Regions from separate parts of the Oryctolagus cuniculus genome. Here region 2 is linked to region 1. The links are chromatin contacts, called in public Micro-C maps. All regions are on one chromosome and are shown on one strand. Each heading gives the region's core, a stretch centred on a gene start, on an enhancer-like site or on the middle of the called end of the contact. The rest is flanking DNA. Distances are from core to core; before and after follow the strand shown. Region 1 holds the start of DNAJC21 (DnaJ heat shock protein family (Hsp40) member C21). Region 2 holds the start of SKP2 (S-phase kinase associated protein 2).

Region 1 (4,834 bases), core at 699-3,198:
AGGATCCTCCAAGACTTATTAATAACACCAGCCGTGACTCTCCTTTAGTGGTAAAACAAATCTCTCAGGAACATTCAAGACCCTCTACAATGTGATGTCAAACTATTCTTCAAAAACATTTAATAGTGTTACCAAAATTACATATGCTGGGATCAGCTTTGTGATGCGATGAGCTAAGCTGCCACTCACAACACAGTGTGTTGGTTAAGCCCATATGGGATGCTGCCACTGCCGGTGGTGGCTTTACCCACTATGCCACAGTGCTGGCCCCCTCTAACTTCTTTCTGATTTCCTAACTCAGTTACTAAAGGTAATTACCTCATTACTCTACCAATATTCTTTACCAATATTACTTCTGGGTTTATTAACATTGACAACATTGACAATATCGTCTAACTTCCTGATGTGATAAACATTTCGGTACTTGGGCCATTTACATCTGTCCTTACACTATATGAAAAGTCTTCAAAAAGTCCACGGGAAATGCATACTGTCGAAAAGCTGCAGGGATTTCAAAAAAATGTTTGAAGCAAAATAAAGTCATCTTTTAATTACAGTTCCAAAGAACTTTTGGGAAGTACCTGATTTTCATGCCATTTTTCAGTGCTTCTGCTGGCAGTCAGTATTCCTTTGAAGAACAGACTCACACCTGTTGCTTGTTTCAGCAACCATCAACACCCCTTCCCAGCTGGGCCTCTGCCCGTTCCCTCATCTCCGCCTTCCCAGGACCACCACCTCGGTCCAACTGCCCCTGGCCCGTCTTCTGCCCCCACTGTGCTCCCCCCCATACTTTAAGTTTGCATTTTCAAATTCTGTTCCCCCGGGGTCCTCGGTGACAAGGTAACTCAAGTCCCTGCTCACACACAGATAATTCCCAGGAAATTATTAGTTGCTCTGTTAACCCAACTACCAACCCATCACCACGTTACACTGTTTCATTTGCACCTGTATGTATGTGTGGCGTGTTGCCCAGCGAGGCTCCGAGGTCCCTGTCTTGGCATTTCAGAGTTCGCATGCATACAAGGCGATCACCTGCCAGCTGTGTTTACGAATTCATGAAACTACTCACGCTCCTTATTATAAACCCCAGAAGGCTGAGATTCAACTTCGTAGTTTCCCGGGCTGGAATGCCACACAGGCCCGGGTCACAACCAAACAGAACCACCAGAGGCGGCATAGTTCTAAATCAACACACACACACACACACACACACACACACACACACACACACGGGCGGACACTCCATCAGAGTGAGCCGCAGAACCGGGTCCCAAGTGAGGCGCAGGGCTGCTTCGCCGGCCCACGAGCAGCAGAGAGAAGCATTCCTTTTAGAGGGCCCCTGACGAGCTCCCCTGACTTAATTTCGCTGAGAAAGGTGCCCAAGTTAGGGATTCCTGGATGAAGTTCTGGGAGCTCCATGGACTGAGGCCCACCAGGGGCGAGGCAGGGGCCAGCCTGAGCTCGGAGCCTCGCGGCCCGGCCCCGGCCCCCGCCCCGGGTGTGTGCGGGGGCGCAGGTGAAGTCGCCGACACCTGTCTCTCCCCATCAGGTGGCCATGCGGGAGCCGGGACCGTCGGGAAAGAGCGGGGTTCTGAGCCGGAGGGGCCTGGGAGCGGGGCGCCGGGCCGGGCCCCCGGCGTCGCCCAGGAGAGGGGTGAGAAGGGTCGCGGGCCCGCGGCGGTTGCGGGACAGCACCTACCAGGGTGCCATTTCAGGGCCAGCTTCCGATAGGCCTTCTTGAGCTCCTCCTCGCTGGCGTCGCGCCGCACCCCCAGCGCCTCGTAGTGACACTTCATCGCCGGGCCAGGCGGGGAGCCGGGGCGACCCGGGCCCGGGCAGGGGCAGCGGCGGCGCTGACGGGCCTCTCCTCCGGCGGCAGCCCGGCGCCCGCACCGGGCCAGCCAGCGAGCGCGGCGGCGGCGGCGGCGGCGTGGGACGGCGGAGGCGCGCGGCGCTGGCGGGCGACGCGGGCTGCGGCACGCGGGCGCGCGGAGGGGGCGGTGCCGGCGGCGGCGGCTCCGCATGGGAGGCGGGGCGGATCTGCTCCCGGAAGGGCCGCGCGCGAGGGAGGCGGGGCAGCGGCGGGGTGGGGGCGGAGCCTCGCGGAAGGGAGGCAGGGCCGTCAGGTGTCATTGTGAGGGCCACAGATGGCTATCAGATTGAGTGGCGTCTACTTGGCCGCTGATCTGAAAGCTGATGGGACGGAATAGGGTTGCTATGAGAGGTTCTGGTAAATATCTTGTAGGGCTCTGACTATATTATAAGTTATAAATGTTCACCTTTTGTTTGAAAAGGATACAGAGAACTTCCATCCCTGGTTATTTCCCCGAATGTTAGCAACATCCAGGGCTGGGCCTGGCCAAACCCACAAGTGGGGATGTCAATCCGGATCTCCCACGTGCATGCAGGAACCCAACTGCTTGAGCTATCACCTGCTACCCCTAGGGTACACATGGGTAGAAGCTGGAATCTGGAGCGGAGCCAGGACTCGAACCTGGGCATTCTGACACAGGACAGACTCCCAGACTTCCCAAGAGGCATCTTCACCACTGAGCCAGCAACTCAAGTAGTCCTGTGGCTGGCCTGACCCTCCTCAGCTGACAGTGGCAGTACTTGGCTGGACTGAACCCAATTTTTAATCTCTTTCCTTAATCTCTTTCCAACTCTTCAGCTGCCACTTAGTACTCTGATCTACATGGAAAATTACAGTAAGATAAACATTTCTTCAAGTAACATACCAAAAGCTTTATTATTGTCAAGGATAAAATGTTGAGTATTCATCCATCCAGTCCTCTTTAAATGTATTTCTGGTCAATAATCCTACCTTTCCATAATTGGCTTGGACTGAGAAAGTGGCTATGGAATAGTATTTAACCAGTAGCTTCTGGCTGATCTACATGTATTACATTGTATTACAGTACGGAGGATCTGTACAACTGCTGCAATTTGATAAGGTGTCATATCCCACTGTCCTTAAATTGCATCCACACACCAATACATTCCCCTGTAATGTGGAGTATTCACACACACTACCTGTGAGTTTCCTGTATCAACTACATATGGGTAAGGACAGAAGGGTTAGTGGTGTTTCTGACACCTGTTGAAATGAACAATTTGTTTATCCCTTATTCCCTAGTATCAAAACCAACCCTAAGCCTTACCAGGTTTCTCCACACAGCAATGTCACCAGTCACCATTCAAAACTTTTATTTTCCACAGCCTCAACCTTTTGGCATTGGCACTGGACATGGACTGAGAAGTCTGAGCTTGAGGGGAAATGGGAACTTTATGCTCTCAAGAACAGAATCTATCTTTGGAGCCGGCGCCGTGGCTCACTAGGCTAATCCTCCACCTTGCGGCGCCGGCACACCGGGTTCTAGTCCCGGTTGGGGCGCCAGATTCTGTCCCGGTTGCCCCTCTTCCAGGCCAGCTCTCTGCTATGGCCAGGGAGTGCAGTGGAGGATGGCCCAGGTGCTTGGGCCCTGCACCCCATGGGAGACCAGGAAAAGCACCTGGATCCTGGCTCCTGCCATCGGATCAGCGCGATGCGCCGGCTGCAGCGGCGGCCATTGGAGGGTGAACCAACGGCAAAGGAAGACCTTTCTCTCTCTCTCTCTCTCACTGTCCACTCTGCCTGTCAAAAATTAAAAAAAAAAATCTATCTTTGCCTGTAACTTTGTAGATATGCATGGGTGTTCAAAAACAAACATTGACTATGACTTAGTTTCATCCAAGGCTACATAGTGGCCATTATTTTTTGCTTTCAACCAGATTTGGCCTTAATTAGCCATAAATATTTTGAAAATCTAACCTGAATTACTTGCACAATTTAGAAGACTTTGAAGATTTCAGGTAGCCTACTTAAACCCAGGAATGCTGACAAAATTAAAAAAAAAAAACCATGTAAGATTGATGACAGTTCTGCCCACATGAAAGATTTAAAATATGAAATTAAAATGTGGGGCCAGTGCTATGGCATAATGGTTCCAGTCTCAGCTGCTCCACTTCTGATCCACCTGTCTGCTGTGGCCTGGGAAAGCAGAAGATGGCCCAAATCTTTGGGCCCCTGCACTCGCGTGGGAGACACAGAAGCTCCTGGTTTCAGATTGACACAGCTCCAGCCACTGCGGCCATTTAGGAAGTGAACCAGTGGATGGAAGACCCCTCTCTCTCTGCCTCTCCTCTCTGTGTAACTCTTTCAAATAAATAAATAAATCGTTTAAAAAAATTTAAATATAACTTAAAGAAGATGTCTAGAAAAACCTTACTATGGGGGCTGGTGCTGTGGCTCAGCAGGTTAACGCCCTGGCCTAAGGTGCCGGCATCTCATATGGGCACCGGTTCTAGTCCCGGCTGATCCTATTCCAATCCACTTCTCTGCTATGGCCTGGAAAAGGAGAAGATGGCCCAAGCCCTTGGGCCCCTGCACCCTTGTGGGAGACCTGGAAGAAGCTCCTGGCTCCTGATTGGCGCAGCTCCAGCCGTTGAAACCAACTGGGGAGTGACCATCAGATGGAAGACCTCTCGCTCTCTGCCTCTCCTCTCTGTGTAACTCTTGACTTTCAAATAAGTAAATAAATCTTCAAAACACACACACACAATCACTCAAGAAAAACCAATACCTGACCAAAAATGATTTTTTTAAATCCAATGACAGATTATTTCACCACTGGCAAGGGTACAAGGAATTAACTCTAACTTCTGGTGAGGTACAATTTTTGGAGAATTAAGCAAAAATAATAGTGTTCAAAACATTTGACCCGAGTTCTACTTCTAGGAAACAAACTGTGTAGAAATGCTCACTGCAAACACCTAAGCCAGCCCATCCTTCCCA
Region 2 (4,834 bases), core at 1,569-4,068, 1.1 Mb before region 1:
CTACTAATCCTGTTCATTCCAACATCAGAATAAATCCAGAATCTGAGCACTGCCGATCACTCCACCCACAGCGCTTAACAGGTCTCCAAGTTTCTGCTCTCCACTCCCCACAGTTCAGTTTCAACATTTTAAAAGGTTAAATCAGGTCACATCATAGCCTCTAGCATGATCTCCCCCTAGCTCATTCCACTTTTGGAATATGACTTCCTTGTTCTCCCTTGAACAAGTATGTCATGCTTCTGCCTCATGGCCTTTGCACTGGGTCATTCCTTCTCCAAGCTATCTGCATGGCACACTCGCTTGCCCCATTTATGCCTTTGTTTAAATGTCAATGTCCAACTGAGGTCTTCCCTTAACATCCTGTTTGGCCGGCGCCGCGGCTCACTAGGCTAATCCTCCACCTTGCGGTGCCGGCACATGGGGTTCTAGTCCTGGTCGGGGCGCCGGATTCTGTCCCGGTTGCTCCTCTTCCAGGCCAGCTCTCTGCTGTGGCCAGGGAGTGCAGTGGAGGATGGCCCAAGTACTTGGGCCCTGCACCCCATGGGAGACCAGGAGAAGTACCTGGCTCCTGCCATCGGATCAGCGCGGTGCTCCAGCCACAGCGCGCCGTCCTTGGCGGCCATTGGAGGGTGAACCAACGGCAAAAGAAGACCTTCCTCTCTGTCCCTCTCTTACTGTCCACCCTGCCTGCCAAAAAAAATAAAAAAACAAACAAAAAAAATCCTGTTTAAAATTGTAATCTATTTTCCCACTCTAGGGTTTCTACTCCCTCCTGGTTTGCTCTATTTTTATTTTTAGACATGGCCCTTATCGCTTTCTAACAAACTACATTAAGTATTTATTATGTTTACTGTGATCCCTCATTAGAATGGAAGTTTCATGTGGTAGCAAGGTTGATTTTTGCCTTACGGCGGCATCCCCGACACCTACAACAATGCCTAGCACACAGTATGTACTCAGCAAGTATGTGCTGAATTAGTGCTTAAATGACTTAGGAGTAAGAAAAACTGATAATCCCCCATGTCAATGCACTGTGCTTATTCTACGGTTTGGAAGGCTCCAGGGTTCTGATCCAATCTGGAGGCAGTCATTCACCTGCCTGAGAAATCAGGGAACAAGGTGCTAGTAGAAGAACACTAGGGTGTGTTACATTCAGTCAACCCACTCCAGCTCAGGGGGATGCATCTGGGGAAGAGAAGGCCTGAATTAGGAATCCATTCTAATGGCTCAGGGAAGAGATGATGAGAGCGTGAAAAATATTTACCACACAAGAGGGAAAGATGGATGTCGGGGACAGCGGAGATCAGATTTTTAGGTTTGTGGGTTTGGTAGCTGAACACAAAGAGCGAGTTACAGACATAGCACACTGGGAGAAGCCTGCTTGGGAGTGGACCTAGGGAGATGAGATGAGTCTTCTCCACTTAGTTTAACACTCGCTTTGGCAGTTCATTAATGAACAACTAACATGAGTAAGGCAAAAAACTTACTTAGGGGTACAGAGCAGTGGATTATAAACAAAAAGAATCCTAAAAGCAGATCATTGTTTATATTCCCATTTACCAGCAGCGCTGAGCTGCACTTTGAACAGCCCGACTCCCTTTTAAGGAAGAAGGTAGGGACATCTTCTCAGGGGTTAAAATTTCGAAATCCATGGTGGACCAGAAGATACATATCTACAAAGATTCCTATGACTTCAACAACTTGCCCCATTTCATTGGAAAATAACTTCAGTTTTGGGCACTTTTAAGAGAGGCCTATCCTAAAGATCCCTAACAAAGGCTTAGCGACCAAATATTAGTTCAAGCCAGCCTTTACGGAACTGGCAGTTTTCATCGGCACACCTTCACACCTCACCTGGGACATTTTCTCTATTGATCTTCGGTCTGCGGATGATCACGAAGTCTTTCTCATTGCCTTTGCTCTTCAGGCGTTTCCGCGGGGGGCTCTGTGGGTGGCCCACATTGGAGAGCAGTTCCTGGGGGATGTTTTCACTGTCCACTTCCTCCTTCTCCAGGGCGGAGACCCCCATGCCTGACAGCAGTTCAGAAGTCTTGCTGGAATCCCATCCCCACGTGAAACTAGTGGTGACGTTGCCACTCTGGTCTGGAATCTCCTGGAGGTGTTTCCTGCAGAAGCACACAATACCCTCGGTTCCTTTCTGAAGTACACCCGTGAGGACTTCCAAGGTGGGCACAAAGCAAGCTACAGGTTACACCCGGTAGGAAACCGTCGCCGCAGCTAACAGAACGGCACTTTTTACGTGCCCGCGGCGAGTTCCCCGGCAACGAAGGAGAAAGTAACCGGAAAAAATCGAAAAGGCTTTTCGATTTGCGGTCAAGCAGAAGGCCCCGAGAATTTCTTCCAGGGGAGAGAACAAGGAAAGTACAAGGGCGATCACACAGTGATTGAAACCGGCCGCGGGGAAGCCAAATAAAGCGGGACACCGATTCCCGCACCAAGGCGGCCATCCACCCGCACTTTCCCCAAGAAAGGTCTATTCTACAACGGCATTAATAACAATATTAGTTAAGCAGCAGTATCTGCGGCCTAAAAGAATTAAGATGGTCCATTCATACTCTCCTCCTTTTTGCAAACGGCTTACCTGTGCATGGCGTCCACAGGTTCGGATGTTTTAAATTACCTGCATTAACTGCAGAGCTGCCCGCCTCCTAGATTCCCGCTTTGGCGCGCAGCGGCTCGAAGAGTGCGGCTCCGGCCCCCGGCGCCAGACCCGCGAACTCTAGTAACGTTCCATCCTCGCCGCGCGCGCAGGGTTCTTCTGCCCGCTCGCCTCGCCGGCGGCCGTCTGCAGCCCCGCAGCCTGCTGGGAATTGTAGTCCCGCCTCGTAGTCTGACTGGCTCTTGCTACTTCCTTTTCTTACAGCTCTGCCCGCCCTCTGGATACCCACAACCCCACGCGGTGCGGGGATGCTCGGCCCACGGGGTAGGCGGGGAAGCGGAAGTGGGCGGTGCTTCGGCTGACTGGGAAATGTCAGCCACCTAACTGCTGACGGGTTTTCATCCCCAGACAGCCCTCGGGCCTGCTGGTGACAGCCACCGCCGTCGCGTCCGAGCGTGGGTCCCAGAGCCTGGACTGCCGTGGCGGACACGGAGTTTCCCGTCCCTTCCACATGCTGTCGAGCGAGATCGGACGGTGAGCCTGAAGGAAAGCGCATGAGACTCTCTGGGGTCTGGGCTCGGGGGATCGAGCGCAGCGGGAGATGGAGAGGGGACCCGGGAGACCCCGAGTAGCCGCCACCACGGGGCCCCCGGCCCTCGCCGCCGAGGGAGGGTAGTAGCCTGGACCACCGGCCGGGTGGGAGGCGGCGAGCTGCGGGCGTCCCACCTGCGCGTTCCTCCGACCGGGACGATCTCCACCTGGGAGAAGGCGGCCCCTAGACTACTGGGTCAGTGGACAGGATCCTTGCCTCGTTAGTAAAACAGCCACGACAACAATGACGCACATCGGAGAGAGAACGCGTGTGAAAGCGTTTTGTAAACGGAAGGGCAATTCCAAGTCGCAGCCGTGGTTTAATTTTTTGGGGGGAGGGGCGGCGACCACAGGTTCCAGGGTGCCTTAGGGAAGACGCGCACCCCCCTGGCGGCCTCGACAGGTCTCTTAAATATTAGCATGGCAGTAGGTGAGAGGACTGTTAGGTTTGTAGGGAGCTTGACCGGTGCAACGCAAGGGGCCACCTGCAAAGCCTTTCGGTTGCATCCGTTTGTGTCGCCGCCTCAAAGCGAGCTGCATTTTTAGCCTATCTCTGAGGAGAAGAGATTGGAGGCGGTTGGAGTAGAGAACGTGCCATATTCCAGGTCGGATGACCAGGCGAAATCCATTGTGCAACCCTACTACAAGTGTGATCCCGGGCAGACAGTGGAAGAGGGGAGGGGGGATGGATTCCAACCCTAACGCAGATGAAGAGGATTTATAAATTTCAGAAGTAAGCAGGCCAGCTTGATCAAACGACATACCCTCGCGGTTTTCTGGAAAAACGTTGAAAGATTCTCTTTATGCTGGAATTAAACCTCCCTTGCCCCGGCTGGTGCTTGTGCCAGACTTGGTACTTAGTTTGAAAAGGCACTGCCTCTTGATGGAGGCAGGTGTTTATGAACCTTTAATCTGTTCTAGAAAGTGGGACCGTTGTAAAGAAGGCGTCTGTTCACAAATCGTTTGGTCCTAGGTGAAGAACACTAGACTGAGTGTTCACAATGCATTACGATAATGTTCTATATAGTATATATATATATATATATTTTTTTTTTTTTTACAGGCAGAGTGGATAGTGAGAGAGAGAACAGAGAGAAAGGTCTTCCTTTGCCGTTGGTTCACCCTCCAATGGCCGCCGCTGCAGCCGGCGCACCGCGCTGATCCGATGGCAGGAGCCAGGATCCAGGTGCTTTTTCCTGGTCTCCCATGGGGTGCAGGGCCCAAGCACCTGGGCCATCCTCCACTGCACTACCTGGCCATAGCAGAGAGCTGGCCTGGAAGAGGGGCAACCGGGACAGAATCCGGCGCCCCAACCGGGACTAGAACCCGGTGTGCCGGCGCCGCAAGGTGGAGGATTAGCCTATTGAGCCACGGCGCCGGCTCCTATATAGTATATTTTAAAATGCGATATCTTGTTGATTTTTTTTTGCATAAAATTGCCTTTATGTTGCTTTGGCTGAAGGAGAAAACTTCTTTAAGACTGCCAACTTACTGAAGAGTCTTTTTAATAAAATTGAGAAAATCTTTTAAACAAGGTTATAATATCCTTCAATAAAATAAATAAGAGGGAGCTTGTAAATTAATGGAGGAGAAAAGAATAAACAAGGAAAAGCAATTAAACAC

The links. Hi-C and Micro-C count contacts between places; a contact is called where the count stands out from the background.
Region 2: a Micro-C map of ear pinna shows a contact between it and region 1, with 4 times the contacts expected there. The contact joins the promoter of SKP2 here to the promoter of DNAJC21 in region 1. A contact is called at or near these places in 2 of 6 Hi-C or Micro-C datasets (ear pinna and an unstated tissue).

Annotation. Positions count from the first base shown.
Region 1 is chr14:60,590,423-60,595,256 of mOryCun1.1, reverse strand. It overlaps DNAJC21 (DnaJ heat shock protein family (Hsp40) member C21), which reads right to left and starts at 1,948. Exons shown (of 12, transcript XM_008262105.4): 1 at 1,700-1,948. The coding sequence starts at 1,796.
Region 2 is chr14:61,711,425-61,716,258 of mOryCun1.1, reverse strand. It overlaps SKP2 (S-phase kinase associated protein 2), which reads right to left and starts at 2,818. Exons shown (of 10, transcript XM_051853834.2): 1 at 2,603-2,818; 2 at 1,855-2,126. The coding sequence starts at 2,610. LMBRD2 (LMBR1 domain containing 2) reads left to right here and starts at 3,014. Exons shown (of 18, transcript XM_002713965.5): 1 at 3,014-3,154.